2 separate regions of the Mus musculus genome follow, and region 1 is linked to region 2. The links are chromatin contacts, called in public HiChIP or PLAC-seq maps. All regions are on one chromosome and are shown on one strand. Each heading gives the region's core, a stretch centred on a gene start, on an enhancer-like site or on the middle of the called end of the contact. The rest is flanking DNA. Distances are from core to core; before and after follow the strand shown. Region 1 overlaps Zfp976 (zinc finger protein 976). Region 2 overlaps Zfp141 (zinc finger protein 141).

The links. HiChIP or PLAC-seq counts read pairs in DNA pulled down with a chosen protein or histone mark.
Region 1: an H3K27ac HiChIP or PLAC-seq map of embryonic stem cells shows a contact between it and region 2, with 10 times the contacts expected there. The contact joins two enhancer-like sites. A contact is called at or near these places in 1 of 39 promoter capture datasets (embryonic stem cells), 5 of 115 datasets of contacts at active chromatin or transcription factors (all in embryonic stem cells) and 1 of 9 other capture datasets (pancreatic islet).

What each region holds. Positions count from the first base shown.
Region 1 is chr7:42,628,071-42,634,076 of GRCm38.p6, forward strand. The region is part of intron 1 of Zfp976 (zinc finger protein 976); the gene reads right to left. Among named protein-coding and RNA genes, the nearest start is that of Zfp976, 12 kb to the right of the region's middle. Within about 2 kb of position 2,236, at least 4 of the 459 cell types and tissues checked have an H3K27ac peak or open chromatin away from gene starts, as enhancers often do. A contact at or near this core is called in embryonic stem cells, where this site is marked.
Region 2 is chr7:42,493,348-42,499,098 of GRCm38.p6, forward strand. The region is part of intron 2 of Zfp141 (zinc finger protein 141); the gene reads right to left. Among named protein-coding and RNA genes, the nearest start is that of Zfp141, 9.5 kb to the right of the region's middle. Within about 2 kb of position 4,159, at least 26 of the 459 cell types and tissues checked have an H3K27ac peak or open chromatin away from gene starts, as enhancers often do. A contact at or near this core is called in embryonic stem cells, where this site is marked.

The DNA of each region.
Region 1 (6,006 bases), core at 986-3,485, 130 kb after region 2:
GCAAATACAGAAGTGGATGCTCACAATCATTTACTGGATGGAGCACAGGGCCTCCAATGGAGGAGGCTAGAGACAGTGCATAGATACTTCTATAGTACAACCCATCTCAAATGGAATTGCATTTTTGAGTGAATATTGTTCTGGTATATAAAACCAGGAGCAACCATTGAAGTGTAATGTCAAACTTTATTTTATAACCAGGCCAAACTTGCAGTCTCCATTGAACAAGAAGAGAGAAGCATTCGTGATTACAAGCTGTGGAGGCTGTTTATACTCAAATTCAAAGCTGAGATATATAGTGAATGATTAAAAAAATCAGAAATTGTTATATTGTATAATTTAGTAAACTATCAACCAGTTCACAGAACACACAGTGAAACAATGGAAACAAACTATGATGTGTAAATCAGAAGATCATTGAGAAAGAACAAATCAAATAAGATTGACTTTTAACTTCTAACAGGAGGAAAGAAAAACAGTATAGAGAACAATATAGAATTAAACAAAATAGTTTTAACAGGAAAAGAAAGATAAAATGTTAGCAGGTCCTTAAATATATAACTTCCTTTATTTGGGTTTCATTGAGGACCCCGGATTTCCTTGATCCATTAAGTACACTATAATGTATAATACATATTGACTCTGTAATAGATAGCACTATATATTTAATCCTGTGCCTTAGGAGCATCATTCATACCAAAAGCCTCTTCTATAGGAAGAAGTCATTTGCTGTTGATGTGTGTAGAAGTTGTGCTCAGCAGGTAAGAGTACTGACAGTTCTACTGAAGTTTCTGAGTTCATATCCCAGCAACCATAAGGTGGCTCGCAAGCATCTGTAATGGGATTTGACACCCTTTTCTGGTTCTGTCTAAAGATAGCTACAGTGTACTTAATTATAATAATAAATAAATCCTAAAAAAAAACTTTTAAAAAAAAGAAAGTTTATATATTGGCTGGTGAGATTTCTCAGTGGTTACAAGCACTGACTGCTCTTCCAAACGTACTGAGTTCAAATCCCAACAACCACATGGTGGCACATAACCACCTGTAATGAGATCTGACACCCTTTTCTGGTGTTTATGAAGACAGCTACAGTGTACCTAGTTGTAATAATAAATAAATCTTTAAAAAAATTTAAAAAGAAAAGAAAATTGTCTTCTGCAGCCAGCAAGGTGGAACATAGGAGCCCTCAAAACCTGAGAACACCATGCCTGACCTCAAGCTGTACTACATAGCAATAGTGATTATAAAAAAAATAAACCAACTGCATTGTATTTGTACAGAAGCACACACTTTAATCAAGGGAATCAAATAGAAACCCCAGAAATAAACCCACACACTCATGGACACTGGATTGACAAAGAAACCAAAACTATATAGTGGAAAAAGTAAAGTATCTTCAAAGAATGGTGCTGGTATCACTGGATATCTACAGATAGAAGAATGAAAATAGATACATTTTTATAACTGTACACGAAATTCAAGTCCAGTTGGATCAAGGACCTCAACACAAAAATGGATATACATTAAATTTCATAGAATATAGAGTGGGAAATGCCCTTGAACTCATTGGTACAGGAGACAGTTTCTTGAACAGAATACCAATGGTTCAGGCTCTAAGATCAACAATCCATGAATAAGGCCTCATGAAACTGCAGAGCTTCAGGAAGGAAAGAAAACTGTCAATGTAACAAAATGGCGCCCTACAGCCTGAGAAAGAGTCTTTACCAACACAATATTTGACAGAGAGCTAATATCCAAAATTTACCAAAAATTCAAGAAGTTGGACACCAACAACACAAATAATGCAATTACAAACGGGGTGCAAAGCTAAACACAGAATTCTCAACACAGGAATCTTAAGTGACTTGGAAGCACTTAAAGAAATGTTCAAGTCCAATGGAGCTCTAACACTTTAGTGATCCCAGGATATTGGGATGGCCAAAGGGATAATTTGGTCTGAGACTATGTGTCAATTTTTGTGTGTGCTGTTGATGGCAAAACCAGAGAAGTGGAGCTGCATAATCCCCATTTGACAAAGAAGATTTGAGTTCCAACACAGGACAGTTTGCCAAAGACCAGACTCAGACTGGAGACAGTTGCTGAGTGTGATGGTTTGTATATTCTTGGACCAGGGAGTGGCACCTTTTGGAGGTGTGGCCTTGTTGGAATTGGTGAGACCTGGTTGGAGTAGGTGTGTAACTGTGGGTGTAGGCATAAGATTCTCACCCTAGTTGCCTGGAAGCCAGTCTTCACTAGCAGCCTTTGGATGAAGACATAGAGCCCTCAGCTCCTCCTGCACCATGCCTGCCTGGATGTTGCCATGTTCCCACCTTGGTGGTAATGGACTGAACCTCTGAATCTGTAGGCCAGCCCCAATTAAATGTTGTTTTTTATAAGACTTGCCTTGGTCATGATGTCTGTTCACAGCAGTAAAACCCTAACTAATACTCTGAGGAAGAGATGTCTGTGAGTGGCTAAATAAACTACTTGAAGTCAAAGTGCATCCACGATGGTGGCCTTTGTACTGTTTCAGACAGCTTTGCAGCTTGCTCTCTGTGTGTTCTGCTTTCTCTGGATTTCTCCAGATAGCTCTCTCAATTTTCTGCTCAGGAAGGTTCTCTAGGCAGTTCTCTCTTTCTATTTTAAAAGATCCTTTGGACATCTCATCACCTGCAGATCATAAACCCAGTTATTTTTCCTTTTTAAATTGAATATTTTCTTTATTTACATGGTCTCCCCTCCAAAATCCCCATCCCTACTCCCCTTCCCTGCCTCTATGAGGGTGCTCCTCCAGCCATCTACCCACTTCTGCCTTTCAGCACTGGCATTCTCCTACACTGGGGAAAGTCCAGTTTTTATTTATAAATGGATCTAGAAATTTACTCCACGTTCCTGTTTGATTGTCCCATGAATTGACATTTAGTGAGTGCAGCCCCTTAATTCTTAGGAGAGAGCAAGCATACATTTTCCTTTAATATTGCAAAAGAAGTCAGAGATCAGCTGGCCTCTGTTAAGCACAGATGGTAAATTACCTGGGTGGGACCCTGTCCTGAAATTACCATTTCTACCACACCTGGGACTAACCTTGCTCTGTCCCTGTCCTGCCAGGAACTCAGGAATCTGTCTTTGTAAGCATAATCAAAAAACCCCAGGTGGGTGGGATCTCCTCTGATCTCCATTCCCTAAGTCTCTTCATCTCCTTCCTTATCCCTCTAACAATAGGCCCAGTTTGGCTGCTTTTCTTCCTTTAGATTTGTGAATGCTATCATATAGTTCATATTGCACCCTTATGTGTTTTGAGAAATTATATATTTTTGAACCCATGTTTTTAAAATTGCTTTTCATAGCCTTAAGGGCTGTACAGAAGGTCCTAGCATTCCCCATTTTGCTGAGACATTAGCCACTCCTTAGCCTCCAGACTTTGACTCTCTCTGATTATTATGGAGTCATTAACGTTTACAGGGAGCTAGCCTGGCATGGTGGCCCTTGCCTTTTACCACAGAACTTGGGAGGCAGAGGCTGGCAGATTTCTGAGTTCAAGGCTAGCCTGGTCTTCAGAGTGAGTTCCAGCACAGCCAGGGATATACAGAGAAACCTTGTCTGGAAAAACCAAGAAAAAGAAGAAGAAAAAAACATTTACAGGGAGGACATTTATTGATGGAGGAATGTAAAATGTGTATATTGTTATACAAACAAAACAAAAAAACCCTCAAAACAAAACCAAACCACAAAACCAAACCTTTATGCTCACAGTACCAAAGATACTTGTGGAGGCCTCTGTCTGATGGCTGGGTCCCCAGAAACATTTCATTTTGTCCCTACCAAGGCCATTCAGGACTCAGCAACACCTAATTATTTATTACTTTGTTTTTTTTTTTGTTTTTTTTTTTTTTTATCTTGCCTTTTTGTTGCAACTGTGCAGTGGTTCTTACTTCTTTTATTGTTATTTTTTTGATTTTTGGTTTTTCGAGTCAGGGTTTCTCTGTATAGCCCTAGCTGTCCTAGAACTCACTCTGTAGACCAGGCTGGCCTGGAACTCAGAAATCTGCCTGACTCAGGCTCGCAAGTGCTGGGATTAAAGGCGTGTGCCACCACACCCGGCTGGTTCTTCATTATTGCAAGAAGAAGTATTTAGCTTCATTTTGAATTTTCAGGAGCTCACAGTTAAAGAGAGTGGATATTTTAAAGAAACACCAAGTCTTTAAAATATTGGAATTTTTGAAATAATTAAGGACTTTTAAAAGGTGAATTGTGCACTGGGCTGTGGTGGTGCACGCCTTTAATTCCCGCCCTTGGGAGGCAGAGGCAGGTGGATTTCTGAGTTTGAGGCCAGCCTGGTCTACAAAGTGAGTTCCAGCACAGTCAGGGCTACACAGAGAAACCCCATCTCAAGAACAAAAAAACCCAAAAAACCAGAAAAAATAAAAAGGTGGACTGTGCTATGTTTATTGTGTTATGATAAAATATAAAATCTTGGGCTGGTGAGACGACTCAGTGGGTAAGAGCACCCGACTATTCTTCCGAAGGTCCGGAGTTCAAATCCCAGCAACCACATGGTGGCTCACAACCATCTATAACAAGATCTGACGCCCTCTTCTGGAGTGTCTGAAGATAGCTACAGTGTACTTACATATAATAAATAAATAAATAAATAAACCTAAAATCTTGAGAATAATGTAAAAAGGCAAAAGTTATCATTTGGTAACGGCATATTTGTTGAGTTGACAAGATGTCAATTGTGTGTGTGTGTGTGTGTATGTGTGTGAAATTATAAAACTGATCATTTTTTGCAAAGGAGAAACCACGGTTCTGAAATGCATACAACAGAAGGTACTGCAGGAAAGCATGTAGTGCAACTTCCTGCAGATGATCACTGTGGACACTGTGAGCTCTCACCTATGGGCAGGTGCTGCTGAGAAGTATTAGAAAGATGGCTGAACATGAGTCTAGGCAGCCACCCAGTAAATCAAATTCTTCAATGGATTCTATTTCAATTCCTGGCTGCATCATTTCTGTTCTGCTTTAATTTCAGCCTTTCTTCCCTAAAGGATGTACTGTAGGCTCAATGTATAAGCCACATACACCTTTTCCCTCTACGTGTTGCTTTTAGCTATGCTCTTTATCACAGTGGTAGAGAGAAACTGGGGCATGGTCCTTCTTTTGTAAGGGTTGACATGTTTGTATCAAGATTTGTGTTTGAGGCTGGTCATTGGTGGTGCACGCCTTTAATCCCAGCACTTGGGATACAGGCAGAAGCAGGCAGATTTCTCCGTTCTAGGCCAGCCTGGTCTACAGTTTGAGTTCCAGGACAGCCAGGGCTACATAGAGAAACCCTGTCTAGAAAAACAAAAAAAAAAACAAAAAACAAACAAACAAACAAAAAAAAACCCCAAAGATTTGTGTTTGAGGACAAAGGACAAGATTTCATACATTCTTACATTCCACACAATGTTTAAAACTGTGTTCTTTTTGTGCCTTATTATGCCTCATAGTCTAGATGCCCTTGAGTGTGCATGCAGTCTCACCTATCAAATCTGTATTTCACCATAGATGAACTAGGAATAGGTGTGTGCACTAACATGTCTTCGATGGAGATGGATTTTGTGGATCCAAATTGAGGACTTACAAATTGTTTGAAAGCACTTTACACATGGGAGCTATGTTCACACCTGAAGTAATTTAGGATTCAGGATACTTTTTTTCACACTGTGAAGACTCAAGAAATACTCAGTATATGCTAGCTAATACCAACATGAGTTCTCTAAAACAAAGATGAAAATATCCTTATTTACTGGTCTTAGGTACTGCTGCAAATTTTCAGAACTTACACAGGGCTCATTTGTAAGTAATTATTTGATTATCACTCTTAGTCTTTTCAGTATAGGGTAAAAGAGAGTCAGGTACTTTGGTTTAAACCCAGTGTCAAATAAAAACAAACAAAAAAAGGCCAGACCTTTAAGAACCAATCAATCTCTCTCTCTCTGTTTCTCTCTCTGTCTCTCT
Region 2 (5,751 bases), core at 2,909-5,408:
GTAACATTCTGGCTCGAAGACCCAGTGCAGCTCCCTAGTCTGTTCTGCGCATTGATGACTCAGCTGTAGTTTGATTACAATAAATTGTCATCTGCGGGCTGGAGAGATGGCTTAGCGGTTAAGAGCATCGACTGCTCTTCCCAAGGTCGTGAGTTCAAATCCCAGCAACCACATGATGGCTCACGACCATCTGTAATGAGATCTGATGCCCTCTTCTGGGGTGTTTGAAGATAGCAACAGCAAGTGAGTCACAGCAAGAAGAAAAAGTGTCTGAAGACAGCTACAGTGTACTTACATATAATAAATAAATAAATCTTAAAAAAAAATTGTCATCTGCATTGACCTGGTATTTTGAGGGGTGCTGGACCTATCTAATCAGACCCCACAACAAGCCCAGAGATCCTACCACGACAGGCCCTGAATATTTCAACATAGCTGAAACACAAGAAAAAGATCTGAAAACCAAGGATAAGAACATAATAGAGCTCCTTAAAGAGAAAATAAATAAATCCCTTAAAGAAATCCAGGAAAACACAATTAGAGGAAATGAATAAATTGCAATGCCCTAAATTAACCTGTAAGCACCACCCACTCAAGTACCAAGTAACATTATGGAATGCTGGGAGTTGTAGTTCTCAAAAAAACAAGTCTCATGGGAAAATATGGTGGCCAAATGGTATTTTCCATAAATGCCCCTACAACAAATGTCTTGGGGCCATTCAGCTGTGTAATAAAGAGAGTGGTCCTGACCAAAGTTCATCTTGTTCAGCATTTAATAAAGCTTCTTCAATAGGGACTGCTCCACCGAGGTAGGGACCCAGCCCATATGCAGACATCAAACCCAGACACTATTGCTGATGCCAAAAAGTGCTTTCTGATAGGAACCTGATATAGCTGTCTCCTGAGAGGCTCTGCCAGAACCTGACTAATACAGATGTGCATGCTCACACCCAATCATCAGACTGAACACGGGGGCACCAATGGAGGAGTTAGGGGAAGGACTCAAGAAGCTGAAGGGGTTTACAGCCCTATAGGAAGAACAGCAATATCAACCAACCAGACTCTCAGAGCTCCCAGGTACTCAACCACCAACCAAAGAGTACACATGGAGAAACCTATGGCTCCAGCTCCATATGTAACAGAAGATGGCCTTATCTGCAATAGGAGGGGAGATCCTTGGTCCTGTGAAGGCTCGATGCCCCAGTGTAGGGAAATGCTAAGGCGGTGAGGCAGTAATGGGTGGGTGGATAGGGGAGCACCCTCATAGAAGCAAGGGGAGATGGGATAGGATAGGGGGATTGTGGAAGGTAGAGAAATGGGCTAACATTTGAAATGTAAATAAATAAAATAGCCAATTAAAATAATACAAAATACATACATAAATATATAAAGCTACTTCAAATTTGGCTCAAAATTGTGGAACTGGGTTTTCTCTAGCAAACAATCTCAGCTTTAACATTATCCCTTAATGAAAGCCAGGTGGAGGGCTGGAGCACAAATAAAACAGTTCAATACCAGAAAATGGAAATAGAATCAATAAAGAAAACAAACCTGTGTGAATTGTAGAATAGAAAAAAATCAGGAATGCAAACAAGAACGACAGAGGCAATCTTCACCAACAGAATACAAGAAATGGAAGAGAGAATCTCAGGCATTAAAGATACTATAGATCAAATGGATCCATCAGTTAAAGCAAATGTTATCCTTGACACAAAATATCCAGGACATCTGGGACACTATGCAAAGACCAAACCCAAGAATAATAGAGAAAAGAAAAGAATCCCAGTTCAAAGGCTCAGGAAAAAAAATTTTATATACTTTTTATTGATTATTTGTAAATTTTACATCAGTTACCCCAATCCCACTTATTTCCCTGTCCCTTCAAATACAACCCTCTTCCCTTGCAACCTCCCATCCAAAAGCAAATACAAAATAAAAAACAAAAGGATACAAAAACATCTCATTGTGGAAGTTATAGTGTGTCACATGGAATACCCTTTTGTCCACACAGCTGTACTTTCACATATTCATTGCTACAAATTAACAAAACCTCAGAACAGAAGTTTCCTAGCCTAAAGTAGATGCCTATAATATTGCAAAAGGCATACAGAAAAATCCAATAGATTGAACCAGAAAAGAAAAATAATCTTGCCACATAACAATCAAACACTAAATATACATAACAAAGCAAGAATATTAAAAGCTGCAAAGGAAAATGACTGAGTGGTAACATATAAAGGCAGACCTATTAAAATTATACCCAACTTCTCAACAGATTCTAAAAGCCACAAGGTGGACACGGTCATCCAGACAACACCAGCATAGAGAAATACTTGAGCTAATGGATTTCATAAACCAAATGGCCATAATAACTAACACACATTTACAGCACGTTCCACCCAAACATAAAAGAACATAACTTCCTCTTGGCACTTCACTGAACTTTCTCCAAAATTAACCACATACTCGGGTACAAAGATTTTAGAATGCAAGAAAATTGAAATACACCTGCATCCTATCATACCACCATGAATTAAAGTTGGGGGGGGGGGAAGAGTAACAGCAGAAAGCTTACTAACTCATGGAAACTGGACAACTCTCTACTGAATTAAAAAATGGGTTGGGGTATTTTGATTGTAAGCCTAACCTTTTAATGCCTGAGACATCTCTCTGGATTTCTCTGGAAAGAAGACAGAATAGATTTTGCAGGTAGTCTGGGGACGGGTGGGGATGAGAACAGGTGGGATTAAGTATGGGCAGAGTGATAGAGGGAGAGAGTACATGGAGTCTACTAAAAGTGGGAGGCACATTTTGGGGGTGAGATAGATACCTAATGCTATGAAAATTCCCTCGAATCTATGAGGGTAACATTAGCAAAGACTCCTAATAGTGGGGCATAAGGAGCATTAACGAGACATCTTCTGTAACCAGTCTACCAGGGATGGGACTGGGATACCAATCCAGACACAAAGCTTTCAACTCACAGTCTTTCCTGCTTACAAGATGTGCTGGGGCACTGCACTAAACTTGTGGGGGTGGCCAATGACTGCTCTATCTTGAGGCTCATGCCACAAGAGGAAGCCCATGTCAGACACTTCCTGGATAGCTAGCAACTAGGCAGTGGAGAGGCCAGAAATCTAGGATAAAGTCAAACACAACTTGAAAAAGAAAATCTAAATCAATGAAACAATTATTAATAAAATTCTGCTATACTCATAGATCAGTGCAAAGGTCAAATTTCATCAAAGATGTTTCCTCCAACAGCTGATGGAAGCAGAGGCTGACACCCACAGTCAAAAATTAGGCAATATTCAGGGAACCCTGTGGAAGAGGGGGAGAAAGAATTGTAAGAGCTAGGGGGCTGGAGAGATGGCTCAGTGGTTAAGAGTACCAACTGTTCTTCCAAAGGTCCTGAGTTCAAATTCCAGCAAGCACATGGTGGATCACAACCATCTGTAATGAGATCTGATGTCCTCTTCTGGCATGTCTGAAAACAGCTACAGTGTACTTATGTATAACAAATAAATCTTTGGGCCAGAGCCAGCAGGGATCGAGCAAGTGGAGTTGACTGGAGCAAGCAGAGGTCCTAAAAATTCAATTCCCAACAACCACATGAAGGCTTACAACCATCAGTTTAGCTACAGTGTACCCATATACATAAAATAAATAAATCAATTTTAAAAAGAAGAATTATAAGAGCTAAAGGGGTTGGGGACACCAGGAAAACAGGCCCACAGAATCAACTAACCTAGGCTAATAGAGGATCACGGAGACTGAAAAGGCAATTATGGGGCCTACACAGGTCTACACTAGGTTCTCTACATATATGGTTGTTTAGCTTGGGGTTCTTGTAGGACTCCTAATATAGGGAGGGATTGCGGGGAGCGATGGGGAGTCTGAATCTTTTACCTGCTCTTGGAATTTTTTTTGGGGGGGGGGGGGAGGACAGGGTTTCTCTGTGTAGTCCTGGCTGTCCTGGGACTCACTCTGTAGACCAGGCTGGCCTTGAACTCAGAAATCCCCCGGCCTCTGCCTCCCAAGTGCTGGGATTAAAGGCGTGCACCACCACGCCCGGGCTGGAATTCTTTTCATACTACCAGGCTGCCTCATCCAGCTTCTGCCTAGTCCTATTGTGTCTTCTCAGGCCTTGTTCAGCTACTATACCTGGCAGCTGTGCTCTTTTCTGAAGGGAGCAGGAGGAGTGGAATAGGGGGAGGAGACTGAGAGCAATGAGGGAGTGGAAATTTTGTTTGGGATGCATTGTATTGTAAGGCCCCGGATGCTGGGACTCAGCTCAAGTCCAGGGATGAACTGGCCAACACCCCACTGTCCCGAGAGAAAACCACACCTGATGCAAGCTGCAAGAGGTTTTATTATGCGCCTCGCAGGGCAGGGGAGTTCTACCCCGACCCGGAGAGGTGACAGTAGGGGGCTTTTAACAGCTAGCTGAGGAGTTGGGAGGAGAGTTGGGAGGAGTTGGGAGGAGTTCTTCTCTTCCGGGTGTCCTTGGTGACATTTATAAGGCAGGAGTGAGGAGTGAGTTCTTTCTGAATTTTTATCTCCGTGTCCTCAGCACAGGAAGGCCAGCATCTCTGGTTGTACAGTATAGAAACAAAAAAGCCTTTTGCTGGCTATAGAGAACAAAGAGATTCTTTCTAGCTGTATTTTTAAAGATCAGGGAAAACAAGCTTGGGGAAATGTTTTAGGGGCTTTACCTTCCAGGGAGAAATGCTTTAAGCCAGGGTCTCACAGTATGAGAAAAAATAAATGGAAGGAAAAAAGGAAGGGAGGAACAAAGGAAAGAAGAAAAGAAGGAATGAAGGAACAAAGGAAAAATGAGTCAATACACAAATAAAGGAAGAAAATGAAAGACTTTTTAGAATTCAAGGAACATGAAGTCACAACATACTAAAGCTTACGGAAGACAATGAAAGCAATGCTAAGAGGAGAAAGTCCATAGTACTAAGTGCCTACATAAAATACCTGGGGAGATCTCATTCTAGCAACTTTACAGCTCACCCGAAAGGTCTACAACAGCAGTTCTCAACCTGTAGGTTGCGACTCTGCCTAAAACCATTGGGAAACACTATTTCTTAATGGCGTAGTTATTGAGACACTATTGCTCTGTCTCCAGATGGGGCAGCCAACATGCAGATACCCCTACATAAGCACGTGGAACTGTACTAATCTATAACAGCATTAGAAAAGTTGAGAACCACTGATATACAGTTTGACCTAATGTGGCCTTGCCCTCATGACTGTATATAGCTTGAATTAATATGACAGTGCTCTTGTGACTGTATATAGCCACAATTCATGTGACCTTGGTTCTGTAACTGTGTGTAGCTTGAAGGCAGGAGAACTATGCTCATAAGTGCCTAACCCTTAAAATATAAACTGTCTCATTCCCTGAAAAAAGATGCCTATTGCCTGAGACCTCAGTCTGCTTCATTTTTAGGCTCCCCAAACCCCAGTTCATGTTGCCAACTGGAGTGGTAAGAATGTAAAAATGTATGTACTGTCCTAGGACATGCATAGAAATACAATCAGATTTTGACATACACTTTCTGTTCTCAATAGAATACTACAGCTGGGCAGTGGTGGCACATGCCTTTAATCCCAGCACTTGGGAGGCAGAGACAGAAGGATTTCTCAGTTTGAGGCCAGCCTGGTCTACAAAGTGAGTTCCAGGACAGCCAGGGCTACACAGAGAAACCCTGTCTTGAAAAACACAAAAACAAACAAACAAAC